Regions from separate parts of the Hordeum vulgare genome. Here region 1 is linked to region 2. The links are chromatin contacts, called in public Hi-C maps. All regions are on one chromosome and are shown on one strand. The core of a region is the stretch at or near the end of the contact, and the rest is flanking DNA. Distances in the headings are between cores, read along the strand shown.

What was found. A called contact is a pair of places that touch in the nucleus more often than the background predicts.
Region 1: a contact with region 2 is called in a Hi-C map of seedling, with 3 times the contacts expected there. The contact joins the promoter of LOC123407290 here to the promoter of LOC123409702 in region 2. A contact is called at or near these places in 1 of 6 Hi-C or Micro-C datasets (seedling) and 1 of 1 datasets of contacts at active chromatin or transcription factors (embryo).

The regions. Positions count from the first base shown.
Region 1 is chr7H:136,334,731-136,338,165 of MorexV3_pseudomolecules_assembly, forward strand. It overlaps LOC123407290 (serine/threonine-protein phosphatase 4 regulatory subunit 2), which reads left to right and starts at 1,440. Exons shown (of 8, transcript XM_045100396.1): 1 at 1,440-1,588; 2 at 2,080-2,627. The coding sequence starts at 2,098.
Region 2 is chr7H:136,020,137-136,023,586 of MorexV3_pseudomolecules_assembly, forward strand. It overlaps LOC123409702, which reads right to left and starts at 2,043. Exons shown (of 10, transcript XM_045102564.1): 1 at 1,635-2,043; 2 at 1,401-1,509. The coding sequence starts at 1,728. LOC123409703 (39S ribosomal protein L46, mitochondrial) reads right to left here. Exons shown (of 6, transcript XM_045102566.1): 4 at 3,074-3,203; 5 at 2,792-2,914; 6 at 2,146-2,634. The coding sequence ends at 2,485. It overlaps LOC123409704 (a long non-coding RNA gene), which reads right to left and starts at 1,003. Exons shown (of 2, transcript XR_006612892.1): 1 at 878-1,003.

The DNA of each region.
Region 1 (3,435 bases), core at 190-2,689, 310 kb after region 2:
ATCTAGTTGCAATCTATGTAAAATAATTTTGTATCCTTTTTTATTTTATGCAATATTTTTATTTTGCCCATTTTGCAATTGAAAATGTTGTGCGCGCGCGCTGCATTTTTACCCGCTGCTGGAGCGGCGCGCGCGCTGCACTTTAGCGCTGCTGCTGGAGCCAGCGCTGCGCGACGCGCCAAACCAGACGATGGGCGCGCGGCAAACAGGTTTTTTAGGCGCGGCCCGAAGCGCGGCTGTTGGAGATGCTCTTATCAAATTGGTTTTATTTTTATATCTTGTGTTTATCTATAAGTGTTCTTTTAAGCCCCCCTCCCCCCAACACACACAAAAAGGGATATGTATTTGGCACTCTTCTAATCGTAAGTATATAACTTTATTGTGTCATGAATCATGTAGAGGCATTTGCATCGGTACACAGAAGTTCATTTTGATCTTCTTTTATACAAGGATTTTATATGAAAGTATATCAATTTTGAGGATTTAGGTACTTAGGGCACTTCAAATTGTTGCAAAAAGTGAGGTGTTTTGGCTCCCACGCTCAGATGAGTCTGAAAATAAACAAACAAATCATTTAAAATACTAAAAAATTAAAATTTTAATGTGGAAAGATGCTTTAGCGTGTGATGTACATGCTAAATTTCATTAAAATACTAAAAATTCAACCTTTTAATGGAGAAAAATGCTTGAGTGTGTGATGTACATACCTAATTTCAAAATATTTGGATGTAGGAGTAGCTGTGAGTGAAAATGACAAATTTTGAGTCCGTAAAAAAGTTTATTGTTTGTGCATTGTTCGAACCCTATTTGGTTTGTTTTGTTGAGAGCTACTTTGATGTTCAAATGCTTTGAATTTTGACATGGACCTCACACATTCAAAATATCTTCCATATAAATAAATTTATTTTTTCAAATTTTACTAGTATTTTTGTAAAATTTGTTGTTCATGAGATGCAAATGAGCCTGTTCTTTTAACATAGTACAAATATAAACGTTTATATGCGCGCATACAATCATCTTTATGAACGTATATCCTACCTCTATGAGCATTTTCGAAAGACTGAACCGACATATTATCTTTAAAATTTACGAAGTCACCATAATCATAAACGTTTTCTTTCATCGAATGCGCATCGTCGAAAACTAAAAAATAAACTCAGAAATAAATATAAACACTAGAATTAAACTCTAATGAATTGAGAATACCACAATCTCTTCAACCATTTAACTGCAAGTTTTTTTTTTTGAACTTACCATTTAACTGTAAGTTGGTTTGCAATGAGCGTCGGCTGAGAATTGAATATTCGTACCAGTCCGTTTTTCCCTTTTCTACCCACCACTTACCCTGACCCACCACCGCTGCCAGGGTTGAACAGACCATTTTACCCCTGACTCGATCCTGAAGCCGCCGTACGCCCGCACCCAAACTTCTCTGGTCCTGATCCACCCTAGCCAGGTTGCCAGCCAGCCAGCCAGCCAGGCCCCTCCCGCAGCCGGCCTCCCACTCGCCGCTCATAAGGCCGCCGCCCGGAGCTCGCCCCACCGGCCACCATTCCGCCACCCCCGCCGCAGGAAAGCAAGGTCCTAGGTGCGCCCCTCCTCCCCCCTTCCCCACACTCCTCCTCTCTCGCCTCTCCCGGCCTTCGGGTTTCGCGGAGCCCTCCCCTGCTGGTTTGGATCAGGGGCGTGTTTGTTGCCGCCGTCTGTTGATTGGGCACGGGGAGGCTCGAGCAGGTACTGCGTGGGTGCTGGTTCGGTGCCGTCCATTGCCTCGATGCGGTCGTCCGCTCCGTGATTTGGGTGTGATTGGTGGTGGTGCATGCTATTCGGACGCGGAGACGTCGTGGCCATGAGCTAGGGTTGTGGCGCGGCGCCGGGGAGCTAGCATGTGGCGGTTAGTGCTGAGACGAATCGTTAGTTTGGGATGGGGAAGGAGTGCTGCCATGGGAGAGGCGGGGAAGATGAACGAGACTGCCTGCGATTAGATAGGATGTGGAATGATTTGTGGTGTTTTAAGGGAACCAGGACGATGTGATGAATACCTGAATTTCTTGTCTAAGAATTTTTGCCATTTTGCAGTTACTGGAAGGGTTGGGCATGGAGGGTGCGGCAACGGAGAACTCGACGGGGCCCAGGGTGGCTCCGGAGGTGGCTGACCACGCAGGTCAGCATGTCGAGGGCTCGGCGGTGCCCATGGTGGTGCCAGAGGCGGCTGTCGAGGCGGAACAGCATGTCGAGCGCTTGACATTGCCCATGGTGGTGCTGGAGGCGGCTGTCGACACGGACCAGCATGTCGAGGGCTCGACAGCACCCATGGTGGTGCCAGAGGCAGCTGTTAACGCAGAGCAGCATGTCGAGGGCTCGGCAGTGCCTGTGGTGGTGCCAGAGGCAGCTGTCAACGCAGACCAGCGTGTTGAGGGCTCGACTGTGCCTATGGTGGTTCAAGAGGAGGCTGTCGACGCAGACCAGCGTGTTGGCGCCGTGGCAGCGCCCATGGTGATGACTGAAGCAGATGTAGATGCAGACCAGCGTGCTGACGGCGTGGCAGCACCCATGGTGATGATTGAAGCAGCTGCTGACGCGGGTCATCCTATCGAGGATGCGGCCACCCAGGACAGGAAGGACGGGTAATCCATTCAAATTTATGTGGCCGCTGTGGTTCTGTAGATCTAGCTTTCATTATTGTCATTTTCCTTTTCACGGAAGCTTTAAATGATTGTTAGGTACTGAAACTTATATGTGCATGCATGGGTACTTGGGTAGAGATTTACTCCCTCCGTATCGAAATATAAGACCTTTTAGAGATTTTACTATGGACTACATACAGATGTATATAGACATATTTTAGAGCGTAGATTCACTCATTTTGCTCCGTATGTAGTCCATAGTGAAATCTCTAAAAGGTCTTTGATAGGAATAGGATCCCTACCAGACCTAGATCGCAGGTTATATGGGTGGAAGGGTGGCTGGCGTTGTGCTGGGCGCGGCTGCCGGTGGCGAGGCGCTGTTGTCGCACGCGTGAGAGAGAGAATAGGGCGGCTAGGGTTAGGGCACCGGCTCCTGCTAGGAGCCGATCAAATAGATTGATTCTGCTTAACCTCAAACGGTGTCTCTTACATGAGTATATATAATCTCTCTAGGCTAGGAAATATAATAAACTGGGCTAAGCCCCTAATACTATAAGATAACTGGGCCAGCTTGCTTTAACTGGGCCTTTGCTGGTTATAATGTAAACCGGTCATAACAGTCTTATATTTAGGAACGGAGGGAGTAGAGTACAGACCATAAAGATGCCCATATTACCTGGATCTGTGATGCGTGGCTATTGCTGCATTGGTTGTTCGTATGAGCTTGAAGCAAGGCCAGGTAGACACTTGTGCATACCAGCGAACCTGAATGCAAGTAAAGTTAAAGAATGGTGAAATAAGAATCCAA
Region 2 (3,450 bases), core at 793-3,292:
GTCCATGAACAGGACACCAGTTGTGAACACAACATTACTTCAACTCCATCATGTTGCAATCCCTTGTGGGTACTAGAATCCTCTTTGTTATCGAAGGTGTATTCGTTGGTATCGACATGGAGAATATGTGCAAGTTCAAAGTGTTAGGAAATAACAACCGTATTTTCCTCATGGTTCCCATTGAGGATAGACCCAAAAACCATGATGATGGACATGGGGTGATAGGAAAATTCTAGGGAAGTAGCCAAAGCTATAAAGGCTAAATCCATGTGATAGAAAGGTTGACATATCGGCTGGTGCATGCCTATCAGACCAGGAAAGATTGCTCGCCAAGGTGCATGACATACAAGACACAAATATGCCTAGGATGAACAATATCCGATTGCTAGTCAAGAAAGTAGACCAAATTGCAAGCAGGGTGGCAATCAAAGGGCCGGAGAAGGAGAAGCTGATGGTGGCGTGTACCATTGTAGCTAGCTCCACATTCCTTGTGCCGCGAGGTACAACCGTAAAAATTGCAAACGAGTTGCTTCAGTACTTACCTTGTTAGAAGTTGATGACCTCCTTCTCCAACTCTTCTATTGACACCTTGCTACCAATACTATTTTCTTAACTCTAACAATCGGAATATTGGTCATCCTAGGCATATCTGTCTCTAGTATGGCATGTACCTTGATAGAAATCGTTCCCGGTCCGTTAGGCACACACCAGCCGATATGTCAATCTTTCTACCACATGGCTTTAGCCCTGTAGCTTTGGCTATTTTCCTAGAATTCACCTACCATCCCCATGTCCATCATCACTGTTTCCGGATTCTATCCTAAAAATGAGAGTCATGGAGAAAATGCAGTTGTTGTTCCTAACACTTTGAACTTACACACATCCTCCATGCCGATACAAGCTAGCACACCTTTGATGAGAGGGTTCCAGTACCCGCAAGGGATTGCGGCGTGATGGAGTTGAACACCAGGCTCACAATCGGTGTCGACGAAGAAGGAGCACCATTGGGAACTGTACAAGCATTGAAGGGGAAGGGGGGGGGGGATCGATGAGCGCTTGAGAGAACTACGTAAATCTTAGGAGAAGAGGAGGATGAACACACACTGGTGGCACATACCTTGCTCCCACTTCCGGCCCCAGGTCTCACCGCGGTGTTTTGGTGTGTGGCTCTGGCTGGCATTTTATACACACACGCCACACCCCCCAGGCCCCCACCCATGTGCTCAAGGAACTAACTAATGGCCTAGCAAGTCTAGAGAAAAACGTTTTATGCTGCTACACCACACTTTGCCACCGCATGATCTTTAGACCTTAGTCCTTTTCATCATGATGCAAGGAGGTAACAAATCAAGGAATGAGGCATGGTCAAAAAAAATGTGGGGGGAAGTTGGCGTACGTACGTGAGCACGCAGCAGTACGTCCAGACGAAATGCGCAGGCCACAGGCCGACGATGACGGCCGAATCACCGAGGAAAACAATGGCGACGACGACCGGACCGATCAGAAGAGCTGCAAATAAAATGCAATACGCAAATGCTCCATGCATGCTTTGGGTAGCTATGGAAAAAAAAAACATATCGAGACCTCTGACTTTGGAGGACAGGGAGAGGCGGGGGATGGTGTATGTTGGTTACCTTTGGCGGAGCCGAGTAGCAGGAGGAGGAGGAAGAATGGCAGGAACGACGCGAGGCTCCAGAGCTTGGCGAGGAAGCCCACCGGGACGTTCATGGATCAGCAGCAGCCAACCAGTTGCCTCCTCTCTGCCCTGAAACAACCCAGAGAAAGGGAAGAAGGAAAAGGAAGACGCCGGGGGTCCCTGTCGGCAGGTGAGAGTCCCGAGCGGCGTGCTGTGGAGCTGCCGTGGCGCGCCACGTTGTGCTCTGCATGGGGCGCTCCCAAATTCTTTACTCGAAAGGCCATGGTGGGCACACCTGTCTCGTCTCCCTGCCCTGCAGCACATCTCAAAGAGCTTCAACGCCAACGGAAAATTCCTATGACTTGCGCCACTTTGGATCCATACGCATCAACAAGACTGTGCTCTCGTCCCTTCCTCATAAACGAGATACATCATATACTGTGCATTGCTACAGCGGCAAGAATTATCGGCTTTGAGAACTACAGACGTTAGGAAATAGACATCACACGTTCAAATCAAGCGCCTTGGCGTTAAGTTGGCCGGCCCACAAAACGTCAGGAAATAGGGACAACAGAATGACACCCCATCAATTATTTCCGCCCAAAAAATAGCTTGTGACGGGAGAAGAGCCTGTAGAAAAGCTGAAGCTACCGTGCATTTTTTTTTAGTCTAATAAAAATGCCAACCAACAAATTCTGGGGTTTCACTCTTTCGACAAACGCTTGCGGCCCAGATGGTGGCTGGAAACCGGCAATAGACAGGTCAAGCAGCACGGCTGCGCATGATGCCACACGCTCCATGTTCAGACGGCCTCGGCTTCGTCACCGCCCCCATCAGATTAGAGCTGTCTATCTTACGTGAATGATCATCTTGTTCAAGAGATCCTTGTGCTCCGGAAAATATTCCAGCAACTCGGCTTTGGTCACCCACGCATGGTCCTCACACCTCCTGATGTCAAAATGCGTCGTGCCGATCACTTGCGACTTGAAGAAGAAACGCTGCTAGATGCATATACCAGGATTAGGAGATCATCACATGACAGTGCATCAAAAATAATGTGTCGATTGCTTTGACAAAATGCAAGCAAGTCTTCTTTTATTCAATGATACGCATGCTATGTGCGTAGAAGAAGAAAAATGGTGAACCAAGAAATACCTTGAATGGTGAAACGCTGGAATCCTCTTTTTGTTCAGTTACCATGTGAGCCATTGGAGCGTTGCCAACAAAATATGTATTGTCAAGCCCGCCGAGAACAGATTTTAGGGCTGATTCGGCGCACTGAAATCAAATACACAAAATATGAATAAGGATGGTATTATGAAATTACAATTTTAAACTACCAGAAACTTGACAAATAATATAAGGAAATAAACTGGAAGTGAACTAAAGCATGGATCATCTGATAAAAAATTGAAGGCCCTTTTCAGAAGTTCATACCGAACGCAAGGTGTCTTCATTTTCATACACTTTTTCTGGAAAATGCCAGACGGGCTTGCCATCAGGAGCCCCAAAAGTTTTGCCATACAGGAGAAGATAGAGCTTATTATCCAGAGCTCGTTGTAGTGACCTACAGAAAACATTGGATTAGCGTGAGCTCACAGTGTTATACTCACAGAACAGCATTGTCACAATATATACTTGAGTTTCAGGATATGATGAGTGTTTTGCATGAAACACACAATACCAAATAAGATACTGCTGTATGAGGTATGTCTGCCATCTTCGGGCTGGGAATAAGTAAAGCATCAGAGTTATCCAGGACTACTAAAGATAAAATTATGACGACAGTGCGTATCTTTGTAACTGCTGGTGAT